Regions from separate parts of the Ovis aries genome. Here region 2 is linked to region 1. Evidence: chromatin contacts called from public Hi-C data. All regions are on one chromosome and are shown on one strand. Each heading gives the region's core, a stretch centred on a gene start, on an enhancer-like site or on the middle of the called end of the contact. The rest is flanking DNA. Distances are from core to core; before and after follow the strand shown.

The links. A called contact is a pair of places that touch in the nucleus more often than the background predicts.
Region 2: a Hi-C map of hypothalamus shows a contact between it and region 1, with 1.7 times the contacts expected there. The contact joins two enhancer-like sites. A contact is called at or near these places in 3 of 16 Hi-C or Micro-C datasets (hypothalamus, retroperitoneal adipose tissue and skin fibroblasts).

The regions. Positions count from the first base shown.
Region 1 is chr7:9,598,922-9,606,081 of ARS-UI_Ramb_v3.0, reverse strand. SCAMP1 (secretory carrier membrane protein 1) reads right to left here. Exons shown (of 10, transcript XM_060418764.1): 10 at 4,710-4,840. The coding sequence ends at 4,811. All of the region lies in intron 6 of LHFPL2 (LHFPL tetraspan subfamily member 2), which reads left to right. Among named protein-coding and RNA genes, the nearest start is that of SCAMP1, 150 kb to the right of the region's middle. Within about 2 kb of position 3,486, at least 24 of the 54 cell types and tissues checked have an H3K27ac peak or open chromatin away from gene starts, as enhancers often do. A contact at or near this core is called in hypothalamus, where this site is marked.
Region 2 is chr7:9,670,246-9,677,405 of ARS-UI_Ramb_v3.0, reverse strand. It overlaps LHFPL2 (LHFPL tetraspan subfamily member 2), which reads left to right. Exons shown (of 7, transcript XM_060418767.1): 4 at 6,502-6,559. Among named protein-coding and RNA genes, the nearest start is that of LHFPL2, 79 kb to the left of the region's middle. Within about 2 kb of position 3,600, at least 10 of the 54 cell types and tissues checked have an H3K27ac peak or open chromatin away from gene starts, as enhancers often do. A contact at or near this core is called in hypothalamus, where this site is marked.

The DNA of each region.
Region 1 (7,160 bases), core at 2,237-4,736:
CGGGAGAAACAGCAGGCCACCCCCACCTGTCATTGAAGGGCTCATCCTGCAGCTGTGAGCCGGGGCTGCAGATGGTGCGGATAAGCACTGGGCCTGGCGCGAGGCCTGTGAAGAAGCAGACCCTGAAGGAAGCAGCTCTCCCCTGCTTTATGGCGAACTCTTGAGCTCAGCAGGGCAGGCTTCCAAACAAACGGGTCCAACAACTGTTTTTCCCCAAACCCAGCTGATAAGGTGTTTTCCTTGCCCAGACCTTAGGAGCCCTATGTGTGCATGTTGGGGAGAGGGGAGAGGGCCCGGAGGAATGATGGAGGACCTGCGCCACACTCCTGCTGCTTTTGTGTGGGGGATACACTCGTGACCGGTCTCAGGACCCCCATCTCTTTCTCTGCCAGGACCAGCCGTACCATGGGAGACCCAGGCACTCACAGGCACTCAGGGAATTTGGGAGGCCAGGATTCTGATTTTCAGCTTTGCTACTGACTTGCACTTTCACTCGAGATAAATGCACCCACTTCTCTGGATGTTGGCATTCCTCTTCTTAAAGATCAAGAGATTGGAAAATATAATCTGATGTTGGAGTTTTGCTTCTGTGAAACTCATTGTCCTCCTTTTGATTGACTTCTCAGATCTGACATTCATCCCCTTTGGCTTGGCGTTTCACCTTCCAAAAATGTTCAGTAAGCTCAGTTTCCATACTGGATCATCTTTGTCTTGTCAGAGAAATGTCCCTGCTTTATTCCCCGAGGCACACAGAGCCTCAGGGGTGTGCGTGTGTGTGTGTGTGTGTGTGTGTGTGTGTGTTAAAACTTTTGCTGAGGAGTGTTACCAAAGTGCTACCAAAGCTTTTTGAAAAGTCAAAATAAACAGGTAGATGAAGGGAAGCCAATTTACACAAAGTATCAATCCTGTTGAAGCGCCTTCGTTGACCAGAGTTGTTGTTTCTGCTCAGTTTGCACGACTGTGGTGTATTTGCTCATCTCCTGTGACTTCATGACTTTATTATGAGTTTTATCAATATGCTGGAATGCAGATACGACTTCTGGTTTGTCATCCCTAGAGAAACTCACTGCCTTTCACCCAAGGGATAGCCATTTATAGTAGGGTGGGACATCTTGGGAGGCACCATCACAATCAGTCTTTTGCAATCAGTTTGCAGATTATAGATATCCTTCAGTCTCAGAGACTGTTTACCTGCAGTTTTTAATAAGGTGTTGTTCCAGTAAACTTTAGTCTCTAAGAATGTGGATTACTCCACCAAGGCTTTGGTGCTCTTGTTTGCTATTTCACATAAATGGCAAGAGTGTTCATCTTGGCACAGAGATGAGTACATATTTTAGGTATTATTCATACACTCCAATGAGTTATTCTTGACGTTTCTCTTTCTCTCCGTATCAGGCCTCTAGGAAGAAGGGCTGGGGAGAAGGGAGTACCAACCCAAGACACTGGTCTACTGGTCACCTGTCTCGCAGGAGTCTTGATTCTCTAAAAGCTTGCTCCTCATTTCTTTCACTCATGTTCCCCATGCACACATGAGGCATCTCAGAATGCCTGAAATTGCCAACAACTGGCTGAAGGCAAAGATTCCTGTACAGTTAGGTCCTGCCTCTCTAGGGACCACTGGTCTAAGGCTAAGAAAAGGGGTTTCTCTTCACCACCCAGCCCAGCAGCACCCCTCTGAGAAGAAATCAAGGGAAAGATGAACCGAACGTTTGCTGGTCAGCTGGCTCCCTCGTGGTGGGCGGGGGCCACATCTGTTAGGGAGTTCCAGTGGTCTCTTTCTCCTCTAATAAGAGGTCCCCACCAGACAGTGCAAGCCAACGTCAATGGCAGATGTGGCCCTTGAATCTGTGGCTCAGAGAGTTGCCCCCGAGTGTCTGAAGCAGCCCACTGGCTTTCTGTCCTCTTGGCCGGTCTGTAAGGGGATCTGGTCAGGCCCCGGCCTCAGCCAAGGACTTGCTACAGCTGTGAGCATCAGTCTCGCCTCTCCCTACATGCCCTCTCTCAACCCTGCATCTGTTCAACATTGAAACCAATGGTGAGACAGGAGGCTGGTGCCAGAGCAACCAAAGGATTCTTTAGAAATATACTCAGACTGTGTTTGTTCTTACAACTTGCATTTTGGCAAAAAGGACATTTTATTTTGTAAAATGTAACTGGGTGAAAAATTATATGCTATCATATATTAGGAGATCAAACCAGCCAATCCTAAAGAATATCAACCCTGAATATTCAATGGGAGGACTGATGCTGAAGCTCCAATAATCTGGCCACCTGATGTGAAGAGCTGACTCATTGGAAAAGACCCTGATGCTAGGAAAGATTAAAGGCAGGAGGAAAAGGGGGTGGCAGAGGATGAGATGGCTGGATGGCATCACCGACTCAATGGACATGAGTTTGAGCAAACTCCGGGAGATAGTTGAAGGACAGGGAAGCCTAGCGTGCTGCAGTCCATGGGGTCGCAAAGAGTCGGGCATGACTGAGCAACTGAACAACAACAATATATTCCTTTACTATGCCTAATCTTAAAGGCCAAAGGCTTGCAGAGCTGTCACTGTTCAGAGTGTAACATAAGTCATCAAAATCTTAGTATTTTGATTTTAGAACTTGGGTGTAAAAGAATATACCTCGGTGAAAAATCTCAAAATCTGAGTTACTTAAAAAAAGCTATTGACTATTAAGCTAATCCAGATGGCAGGATTTGCCCTTACGGCCTCATCTCGGGGTGACACCCAGCCGACACTTCCAAAATGCTCATGCACAAATGCCCTGGCTGTTCAGAGTTTTCTCTCTGCAGCAGTTGGAACTCAAGCCTCTCCTGGCCCTGGATCAGCCCTGACCTCACCTTGAAGTGTCTGTGAAATGTTGACCAGTTTTCTCACTTGGAAAATGGATTTAGCAGTAGAACCTATCTCAGGGTTGTTTTGAGGATTAAATCAGATCATATATGAGAGAGGCTTTTAAGCACAGTGTTTGGCACATGGTAAATAGTAAGTGGTAGCTACATGATGATTATAAAAGTATTTATGCTTTCTTGGCAGGTTTTTAGTATGTTTTTCTGTGTTCCTTAAAAGTTGCTGCATTCTAAGAAATAGAGGTGTCTTTAGAATTGGCCTGGTTCTGTTGAAACCCAGTGTGACCGCATCGTCTCAAGTCATTCCCTGGCCCTTTGTTGGCTGCCTCTGGGAACTGAAGAGCCCAGAGCAGCCCTGTGACTCTCCCATCCCTCTGGTGTCCTCAGGCCGGTTTCTGAAAGCTGAATTGATAGGACAACACAGAACTTCCTCCTCTCACTCCTCTTCCCCTGACAAGAACATTCTCCCCATCCTTCCTTTCTGGAGGCAGCTTCTAGCCGTTGAGTCCTGGTTGCAGGAGGCTTCTCAGGCTCCCCTTGCAGGATAAATCACAGGCTGCCTGGTCTTCACTGGGTGAGGGCTCGCCTGGAACTTGGCAGAGCCACCAGCACACGTCAGTCCATAGCCCTCTGGGATTCATTACAAAAGCTGGGGAATCGGCCAGCAGGGTCGTTTTCGCCAGCTGCCTTCCTTAGGCTGTGACCTGGATGTGGTCCACAGCAAAAGCGTAGAATGCAAAGATCCAAGTTTTCCATGACCGCATCAAGCAGTGTGGGTTTGGAAATACACGTAGGGCCCTCTTAGCAGCCTGTGGAATCCCCAGTGACTCAGGTTTGGGATGGAGCCACGACGATGAGCTCAGGAGCGGGCCCGCTGGCCCCGGCCTGGGCTGTTCCCCTGGGGTGGCCACAAGGCGTGACTAGCGCGGGAGCTGCTGGCCGGGCTGCCTGCTGGCTTCAGGTTCCCTTCACAGACTCTGTGCCACTTCGTGTCTTGTTGGCTCTCCCGCTTTGCAGTCCCTGTAGCCCTCTGCCTGCACCCATTTCAGCCCAGCAGGATGGCTCCAGCAAGCTGCCCACCCACTGGCTGGCTGGATGGCTGTGGGACCATGCACGCAGGCACCGCTCCCTGCCGTGGGAGCTCCAGGCCTGCTGCGCGGGTTCAGTTTCCTTGGAGGTGAGCCATGATTGAGGGGGAAGGAGGACAATGTGAAAAAAGATGGGAAAGGAGTAAAAGAAGAATCTCAGAAGACAAGCGGAGGGTTTTGTCCGTGCTGACTGGAGAGTGGCTTTGGAGTAGTCCGGGCCGCGTAAGGAGGTCGGGGTTGTCATGTGAGATCCGCCGTGATTGCTGTCTGGGGCTTGGCATTCTCACTGCGGTTTTTCACAGGGTGAAAGCTAACCTTAGCATCAGGAAGATAACCATGACTCAGCCTGACTGCAGCATCCATTCTGATGTATACCCTGCCCTACCTGTTCACTCCCAGTGACCAAGTCAGTCACTGGCAAGGAGAGAGATAAGAACAAGGGTTTGGGAAGCATGGGGAAGAGGGGAAGAGATCCCTGACTGTCTCAGAGCCACTTTTCACCTGCTTTTCTCCGAGAAGGTAGTGTGACCTTGATTGCCTGACTTCAAGACATCTTCACAGAAAAGGCAGGAGGGAAGTCAAGGGGGCACCCCCTGCTTCTCCTGAGAACGAGGCCCCAGTAGACCTGGCTGTCAGAGGCGGCTCTGAATTGCTGGCTCTCCAGTCAGAATGCCTCCACCGGAAGTGGGGTCTAACCCTTCTATATCTGAGTCATTTTAAGAGGACCACATGTAATGATTCATCCACCTTGAGGAAAAGGCAGGCCAGAATTAAATTTCAATTCAAGGATCTTTTATTTAATGCCTGCTAAATACAAAGACCCCTAGACTCAGGTCTACAATTTCTTGAGTTTCTCTGCTCCCAAGCCATATTAGAGAGTCATTGCTTCAGAAGCTGAACCCTAGAAAAGCAAACAAAAAATATCATCACATATAAAGGGAAGAAAAGAGTTCAGCTGTATCGTTAGAGGAAAAACTACTGCCTAAGAGCAAGTGGACCAAACAGGTATTAATTTGAAAAATCAGTTGGAAACACTAGAAGAAAATCGCAAACTCTCTTTAAATTCAGATAGAATATGCAGTTGATACACAAATGAAGTATTTTGCTATGGTAACCACTTAATTGTAGACAAATAATCTTGGGAGCCATGGTGATCTGTGTTCCAATTCCAGTAACAAATCATCACTTAAGTATGACTCTGAATATTTACACAGGTGGTTCAGGCACTGTTCTAAAAGCTTGATGCAGCCGTGGGGGTGTTCTAAGTTCTGATGTCACTTCAGAAGTAGTCTGCATCTCCTCTGAAGACTTCTCTGTGCTCAAGCACAGCACAGTTATGAGTTTGGATGTTGCATAGAGGCTTCCTGGTGGTTTTACTAATTAGCTCACAATCCACAATCTCTTTTTTTTTTTTTCAAAGATAGCCACTAGTACAGATGAAACCTAAACCACACACATTGAGAAACAAAGTCAATATTAAAAACTTCAAACCAAAATACTTAGTGGTTATATGTGTTCAGAGTTTAGAGGGCAACATCAGGGCCGTGGTGTTGAAAAGATGGCACCTGCTTGGTTGCAGGGATTATTTAACATTATCTGGACCCCCCAAAATCTTTAGTAGACATGAAATTTAAATTACTGTCCTGAAAATTTCAGAGCTCAATAACTACATTTTTATAGTCTCTTGTATTCTGCTATAAACTGCATTTTATTTTTTGTGGCAGCTTAAGTTGTAAGTGTATTCTGGTTATAGTCAAATAGCAGCTCTTTCTAATCCTACATGTTGGATGAATAATTTATCAAGAAATATTTTATGAACTTCTCCCAGTTGCACAGACACAGTTTAGGAAACACCTCACTTGGAATGCAAGGTAAAGTATTATCACTAACTCATGGGAAGGAATAATCTCACTAAATTACTTTGCTGGGCTGCATTTAAACAGTAAAAGTTAAAGCTTTAGAAACTACCAATGAAGTAATTTGCATAGAAGCGCGAATCATTGCTGAGGAAGGCTTAGGGAGGCTTCAGTGTGGGAGAAACTCATCTTTCTCATGGGTTGTTTCACCACATATTCTAGGGGCATCTGACAACTCTTAATTGATGGTCATTAATTTTGAGTAATTATAGAAGAAACTTCCTCTGGGGGGCTTGGCTGCAAGGTCTTGGTATGACAGCTACGCTCTGATTGTCTTCCAGAGAATTCTCTTTATTGCTCTGTCATCCGTTCTCCAGCCCCCACACTGGAAGAATATTTTTCTTGCCAATTATAATTCCATGGAAGTGTTTTTAGTAGAAAACACGTGCCCTACTAGACTCCTGCAGGGAGATGGTGTAAGCATTAGCAGAAGCTTTAAGTAAAAAATTACCCACACCCTATCCTTCACTTGTTCTCTCCTTCCCATCAGAAAACCTTGTTGGTTAAAAGCCTCTAATGTTATTGATCATATACTAAAATAACATGTCGGTATCATCTACTCTAAGACACTGGTTATCAGCTGAAAACGCTTTTCATTACCAGTGAACCCTCTGACCTCTTATTTCTGATCTGGCCTTCAGAGCAGAGTTTTTAAATGTCAAAGTTGGGTCCAGTCTAGTTTATCCATAAACCCTTGAAACTTTAAAATGAGATGCAGTGAAAACAGATTTATATTCTGAATGCCAAAGCGATGGAATTCAGAGCCTCTTTACACTCTACCTTTTTATTTGTGCAGTCAACAAACGGGCTTTTCAGAGAGGTGTCCCCATCCTAACTCAGACCTGCCTCTCTCTCTTTCTCAAACACACACACACACACACACCGCCCCCCCCCCCCCACCCCCGCCCCCCAGCAGCCTCTCACTGCCTTGGAACCAATACCAGTCCACTCCGCTAAGGTTTTGTCAGTTAAAAAGAAAAACAATGCACAGTGTGAGTTAAGTTTATTTGTGGTAAAATGAGGACTGCAGCCTGGGAGACAGCACCTCAGACAGCTCTGAGGAACTGCTCCGCAGAGGTAGGGGAGGGCCAGTATTCGTGACTTTGGTGAAGTGGGATGTATGCGGGCCAGCACGCATTTTTGCACAAGGTTGCTGCTAGTCTGGTGAAGGTTGCCGCTAGTCATGAGGAACAGATGTCTCTGTTAGTGAATTTATTGCTTTTCTAGATAAGAGATACAGGAATCGGGGCCCATAAAATCTCCTGAAAATGTCACAGAGTGCTTCGTTCCCAGTCTCCACCCTGA
Region 2 (7,160 bases), core at 2,351-4,850, 71 kb before region 1:
AGGCATTTCCAGAATGGTGAGCTGGCCTGTTCTGATGGTGTATCAGCCCTACCCCTCAATGACCTTCACTTCTGTGATGGCGATGCCACGTGAGGATTTTCGAGAAGCATTCCTCGGGTCAAACAGGCTCATTCCTGGACTTCACAGGGTTTATCATTGAAGGCCAGCCTTGGAGCAGTGTCTTTACTTGCTGTACACATGCCTTGGCCTGTGTGAGTCCATATTACCCTCTTTGGAAAGCTTTTGAATGAGTAGACTTTCTTTATTTTGAGTTTAAATCTTGGCGTCTGTTTTTCAGAACACTAGTCTGTTATTACTTAAGGCTTATGCCCAGATTTGGAACGCAGGCTGCTAAGAAATGTCAAACAGAAAGGGCTTGTCAGCACTGATAGTCCAAGTTCGTCATGGGCTGCCTTTTGGCCTGGCATGTGCCCTGGGCGTGCTGTGCTCACCTGCCCACCTGTGATGACCTGGATCTGTCAGTCTGAAATGATCTGTTCTTGAGCAAGTGGTTGTTGGGGGTATTTGATGAGGTTTGCTCATTGCCAATGCCTGACTATATTCACAGCTGCTTTTCTCTTGCAAAATGATCATATGCCTATATGCAAGTTTAAAAATTAAACAAGAATATTAAGAGTAGTTGTCACTCAGAGGAGAGTTTTTCAGAATTAAGGGGCTCTTTAATTATGCACACCCTCCTCCACCACCTGTATTCTAAGGATATTCCAGGACAGAAGACATTCATGGAGGTTGGTCCAGACACTGATTTTTTTTTTTCTGCTTTTAATTGGAGGATAATTGCTTTAGAATATCTGTGTTGGTTTCTACCATACATTAACACAGATCGGCCGTAGGCGTTTGTCTGACCCCTCCCTCTTGAAACTCCCTCCCATCTCCCACCCCATCCCACCCCTCTGGGTTTTCACAGAGCACCTGATTGAGCTCCCTGCGTCACACAGCAAATTTCCACTGGCTGTCTAATTTTACGTATGGTAATGTATATGTTTCCGTGCCACCCTCTCAGTTCATCCCACCCTCTCCTTCCCTTCCTGTGTCCACAAGTCTGTATTCTATATCTGAGTCTCCATTGCTGCCCTGCAAAGATATATATGTATGTATATATATATATATATGTATATATATATATATATCTCCACATATATGCATTAATATATGATATTTGTCTTTCTCTTTCTTACTTCACTGTGTATAATAGACTCTAGGTTCATCCACCTCATTAGAACTGAGTCGAATGAATTCCTTTTAATGGCTGAGTAATACTCCATTGTGTACAGGTACCGCAACTTCTTTATCCATTCATCTGTCGATGGCCCTCTAGGTTGCTTCTGTGTCCTAGCTGTTGTAAACAGTGCTGCGATGCAGACAGCTGGTGTGTTGAGAATGTGCCCACCGAGGACCGCCCTGCGAGGCCAGTGTGACCATCACCCCCTGTTCTTCCATGCCCTCTGTGTCCTCTGGTGCCTCTGGGGCTTTCTCCACCTTCTGGAATCCTGCTGTCCCCTCTGCCTGATCACCTTCTCCATCCTATAAACCCAGTGTTCTGTCTTCCCCGTATCCTTTTTCTGATGATCTTTGGGACATTTTCCTAATGCAATCATCCATTGGTTTACACAGTAAACATTCCTGAAATGTGCCCCCTGCCTTGTGCTATGCTCAGTGTAGGAGATAAAATCCCAATAAGCTAGAGTTAATTTTATTCACAAGGTATGGTAGATTTATAACTGAATGTTGGGGAATGACCGACAGTCACGTGAATGGGCATAGCCTGGCTCTGCGTGCGTAGTAATAGCAGGCTTGGTGCGCAAACCTGTCGTGTTCAGAGGCAGTCTAATTGAGTCTCACTGGTTGCCGGCTCCTTGGTAGGCTATTTTGTGCTACCCAGATATTTTAAACCTTACCCTTTAAGAGCTTCATGTTGATGTCAGGACATTTGAATTGAGTCATTTCTCCTTCCTTAAGAGTAAAAGGAAGCTTCTGTGATGAACATTTGGCTTACAGTCTGTGAGGTCTTTGAAAACTTGAACTTCAGTCATTCCCTGTGTGGCTGAGTGATGGGGCAGGCATTGTAGAGGTTCAGGTTCCCAGCATTTCACATGATTTAACACAGTCCAGCCTTTGGCAATCTGCCACCCTCTCTACTTGGTAGACAGGTTATGAAATTTGACACTCTTACATCTTTCTTGGAAAACCTTGTAAGTTCAGCAGTCCTTCAACGGCTGACCCATTTCTGTTAAATTCCTGTTGTCAGACCCAAGTGTGAGGTTATCTCAGACCTGTTGTCAGAATAGTCAGTGCATTTCATTGACTTTTTTTAAAAAAAAACTATCAGCCTAGTCTTTGAGTGACAGTTTATACTTTGAACACAGAAACTGGACACTGCTCTTTGTGTTTACTATGCTGCCAGCAACTTTCCCTAAAATGTGAACCGAATTCCCCAAGCATGTATTATATCATCATAGCACAGTAAAGTAGGATTTAGACAATTCCTTTAGCTGACACATGGAAGCAGAGCCTCAGAGAAGTGTGTCTACCAAAAATACAGAGAACTTCTTTAGTGAGCTAGGAGGGGTGCTTTGTGAAATCGGTTGTTTAGACGGTAAAGTGTCTGCCTGCAATGCGGGAGACTGGGTTCGATTCCTGGGTCGGGAAGATCCCCTGGAGAAGGAAATGGCAATCCACTCCAGCACTCTTGCCTGGAAAATCCCATGGACGGAGGAGCCTGATAGGCTACGGTCCATGGGGTCGCAAAGAGTCGGACACGACTGAGCGGCTTCGCTTTAGCATATTTTGCTGTCAGTTAATCTGCTTTAGGATTCCCCTCCAGGCTTCACATCTTTGGGGCCATCATCGCCCCTGTCCTTGATAAATTAAGTATGAGGGTTGAAAAGCATCGTGTCTCGGTTGTTGCAATGCTTCTTGGTTGGAAAGACACTGGACTTGGCAGTCACAGGTCCTAGGTTGGAGCCCAGATTCTAGCGTTTACTGTGTGGTTCAACTTAAGTTGTTCAGATTCCTACTCTGTAAAGTGGGGATGATAAATAAGGTCTGCTCCCACCCCAACTCCAGCGACCTCTACTCCTACTGTGGATCAAGTGAGCAAATGAATTGCAAAGTGTCCTGTAACTTACGCAGTGCTCTGCTGTGGGAGCCCCGTTCTCGCCAAGGATGGGTTTTGTGAACTCCCGCAGGGTCCCTAAAATGCCTCTTTCTGCCAAGGACAGTTACTGAGGCTTTCCCTTCTATGGGTATCTGTGCTCACAAGCAGCTGCCTCTTCACCCACCCAGGGACAGCCTGGACCTCTCTGGGACAGCTGTTTCTGATGACATTGTTTCTTCAGTTAAGCTGAAACCCAGCCTCCTAACTTCCAAGATAATTTACACTTCTTGATTCTAGTTTTACAGAGTAACACGAAACAGTTCAAATCAGTGCACATGTCCAGTTGTAGAAATGTATAACTGAGAAGGGGTCTTAAACTCAGCTTCCTGTTTTTGGCAATTCAATTCAATAAATAAGAGCTGGGGCCTGTCACGTGGGTGCTGGCTCCAGCTCTGAAGGCAGCTATTGTTTCTCCTCCTGATCTCCGGAAGTGGAACCAAAGGGCAGGGGACCAAATGGGGATGAATGGGAAACAAGAGCTTTTAACTCCTTCATGTGCAAAAATATAGTGGTTTAATTTTTTCTTTCTTTGGAATTATTGCTAGAAGAATAATACCTGCATTTTTTGGGCTAGGAATAATTGAAATAGCTCAGTGGACTATTAATCTGCAAGTGGACTTACTGATGAGCAGTGTGACTTTGAGGAAGTCAGTCATTACTCTGCAGAATTAGTTTCCCTCAGGTTTAAAGTGGGACTAAAATTTTCTGCACTGCCTATATTATATTGCTGTTAGATATAATAATGTATGTGGATTCAAATATTCACTTCTATACGCCATGTAACTCTTGGAAAATTCTTTAAACTTCTCTTTGTCTGCTTCATCTTTTAAAAGAGCATTGGTTAGTATCTACTTTAGAGTTTTTGTGAGAAATAAATGAGTTAATTTCCATGAAGTACAATAGAGCAGTGCCTGACAGCTAATGTCTAACACATTAAATATTTTATGAACTTTTGAGGGCTCTGTGATATAACATTTTTTAGTCTACTGTGTTTTTTTTATAGCATCAAAAAATAAAAATAAACTGTAACATCTTGTTTACCAAGCAAATCTAGTAACAGAATTGGCATTGTTTATCTTTCTTATCACTTTGGTAATTTCACAAAATGTGACTTGGTTGTCAGAAAAGCCTTATCATGATATTGAAAGCTTACTCCCAAATACCTTACTTCTCTGGACCTCAGGCCAGATTTATGTATTACCGAAAAAGCCCTGATGCTGGGAATGATTGAAGGCGGGAGGAGAAGGGGGCAACAGAGGATGAGATGGTGGGATGGCATCACTAACTCGATGAGCATGAGTCTGAGTAAGCTCTGGGAGTTGGTGATGGACAGGGAGGCCTGGCGGGCTGCAGTCCCTGGGTTTGCAAAGAGTCGGACGCGACTGAGTGACTGAACTGAACTGATACATTACTGGAGGTGTTTTTTTCTTTGCGGTGTAAGTTTGGAAAACTTTAAGTGGGGATTGGGATGGTTTTAGGGGCGCTAGTAGTAAAAACCTTCCTACCAATGCAGGAGACGTAAGAGTCTCGGGTTCGACCTCTGGGTGGGGAAGATTGCCTCGAGGAGGGCCTGGCAACCCAGTCTAGAGTTCCTGCCCAGAGAATCCCCTTGGACAGAGGAGCCTGGTGGGCTACCTTCCAGGGTGTCATAAAGCGTCCGATGCGACTGAGCACGCAGGCTCAACTCTGCTTTCTCTGTGGCTGTTAGGGCCTCCAGAGTTCTGTCTTAACTGCCCAGAGCTTTGCTTGTGTAAAAATCTCTACAAAAGAGACTTTTAAATGTTATCTTTGATGGGAAAGTGTCCTAATTCAGGTATTTTTGTAACCCATTTCGCTTTTAGAGATAATGAAACATTGATCAAGAACTTCATTTCTAACAGACCCATTCATAATAATCCTAGTGGCTTATTTCACAGAAGCTATTTCCAGGTGAAAACACTGATCATGACTTCCCATGATGTTCCCTGAAGGGGTAAAATTAAACTGTGGGAAATGCTTGGAATTTAACTAGTAACTAACTTATAAAGAACCTTTTAAAGAAATCATAACTCCCCTAAGCTATTATATAACAAAAGACCTTATGAGTTCAGAATTCTTTTATGTGTGTATTTTTCTTAACTGAAACCCAAGGAGTATTATTAAGTATCTTCAAGTTTATAACTGAGCTAAAATGGTTTCTTTAGACTGAGGAGCCTTTGAGTCCCGTGCTGGCTCTCCAACCTCAGATCCAGTCTGGGTTAGTGTTGATGCTGCATCTGTTAACCTGTTATCTGGACGTGAGCTTTTACTCAGATGCTGTATTATGTTATAGTCCTACATGGCATGATTAGGGTAAACATTTTTAAACATACATAAAGCACAGGTTGGTTTTATCTGCTAGTCAGTTTCTTTTCCAGGCTTTTACATTAAGGTATGCCAGATTTCTATTTGGGGAGGTGATGAATAGACTACATAGAGAGAAGGGGTGCTTTCAAGGGACCACGTGGCAGAGGGAAAAGAGCGTGATTTGGAAGCCCTGCTTCTCTATGATACTAGGGAGACTTCTCTGCTGCTTTCATCATGTGTTAATGGACCTGCTCTCTGTCTGGAAAGGTTAGAATCTGGTGCCACACAGTCCTGGGTGTACAATAAATTCCCAACAAGTGGCAACTGTGACATTTTATGTTAGAAATTTGTTCCATTTATGTTTAATATTTCAAAGCAATGCTGAACGACATTTTGGTCTATTTTATGATCGTTCTAATGGGCTTATAATTTTCTAAGATTACCTAAAGACTTTGAGAACACCGAAAGGAATACTTGATTCTGAGATAAACTAATCATTAAAAATTCTTCTTCTATTTTCTGTGTTAGAGTTTTAATGACCCTTTTTCCATTTCTCCAGTCATTGACATCCTAGTGAATTTAGCTTTAAAAGAAGTTAGCAGAGTAAGCGAAAAGGATACAAAGTGCTGCCAGGATAGAGTCCTCAGTTATAATTTTCTGTGTCATCCTATAATTCATTTCTGGATTGTCTGGGCCTCTTGTGCTTGTTTATAAAATACCTTCAGCAGGTTGTGAAGGATGTCATAAAGCGTGTGTTCATGGACCTTCCTCACCGTCCTCTTAGCTTTTCTAGTTCTCCAGTGGTTTGGATCTTGTGTTAGCGCATCAGTGTTCTTAGGAAGGGGTGGCTTCTTTGTAATAACAAGCAAAACTTTATATGCATCCTGGGGACCTATATTTGAAACATCACATATTTTAATGAGATATAAAATTGCATGGTAAGTCTTCCTTGTGTGTTTAAAATAAAAAGTAATTCTGTGTTCGATTTGTTTCTCCAGGTGGCATTTTTCTGAAGTTGCTCATTGAGACTTCTCAGCATTTCTACAGATATAATAGGTGAGTCAATGAAATCAGATGCCCTTTCCAGGTGGGTAGCAACTTACTTCTTGAAAGAGGTACAGTGTTTCAAACTTTTGGGCCCTAGTTTTTTTTATTTTTGTTTTTTGCTAGATACACCACTTTGATGGACACACACGAATGTTGTAAAGGACTCTGTAAAGTTTCATAAATGCTATTAAGTTTAATGTTGTAAATTCCTTACTTCAGTCTGACATGGTTCGTTCTGTCACCATTTATAAACAAGTTTCAGGGCTCTTTATAATGGGAAAAGCTGGCTTTAGGTTGTCTTTCTTTTTGAGCTTCTCTGTGGACCATTCACCCTTTGTTATCATTTCTCTCTGAAAGGGGAAGAAGAGATGGCTAATTCAAATTACCCAATTGTATCACTTGAAGACAGCTTGGGTAGAGGATTTGCTTAAATAGAAGTTGAAAACAGTTGACTAACAATAAGTGATTTATTATTAACTCTATAGATTTTAACTTATAAACATCACTTTGAGAGAATATTAGTAACAATACTGAGGCTGAGTAACCTCCCACAAGATGCATTCAATGAAATCAAGACAGTGGAATAATAATCATCCTCAAAGACTTTGCT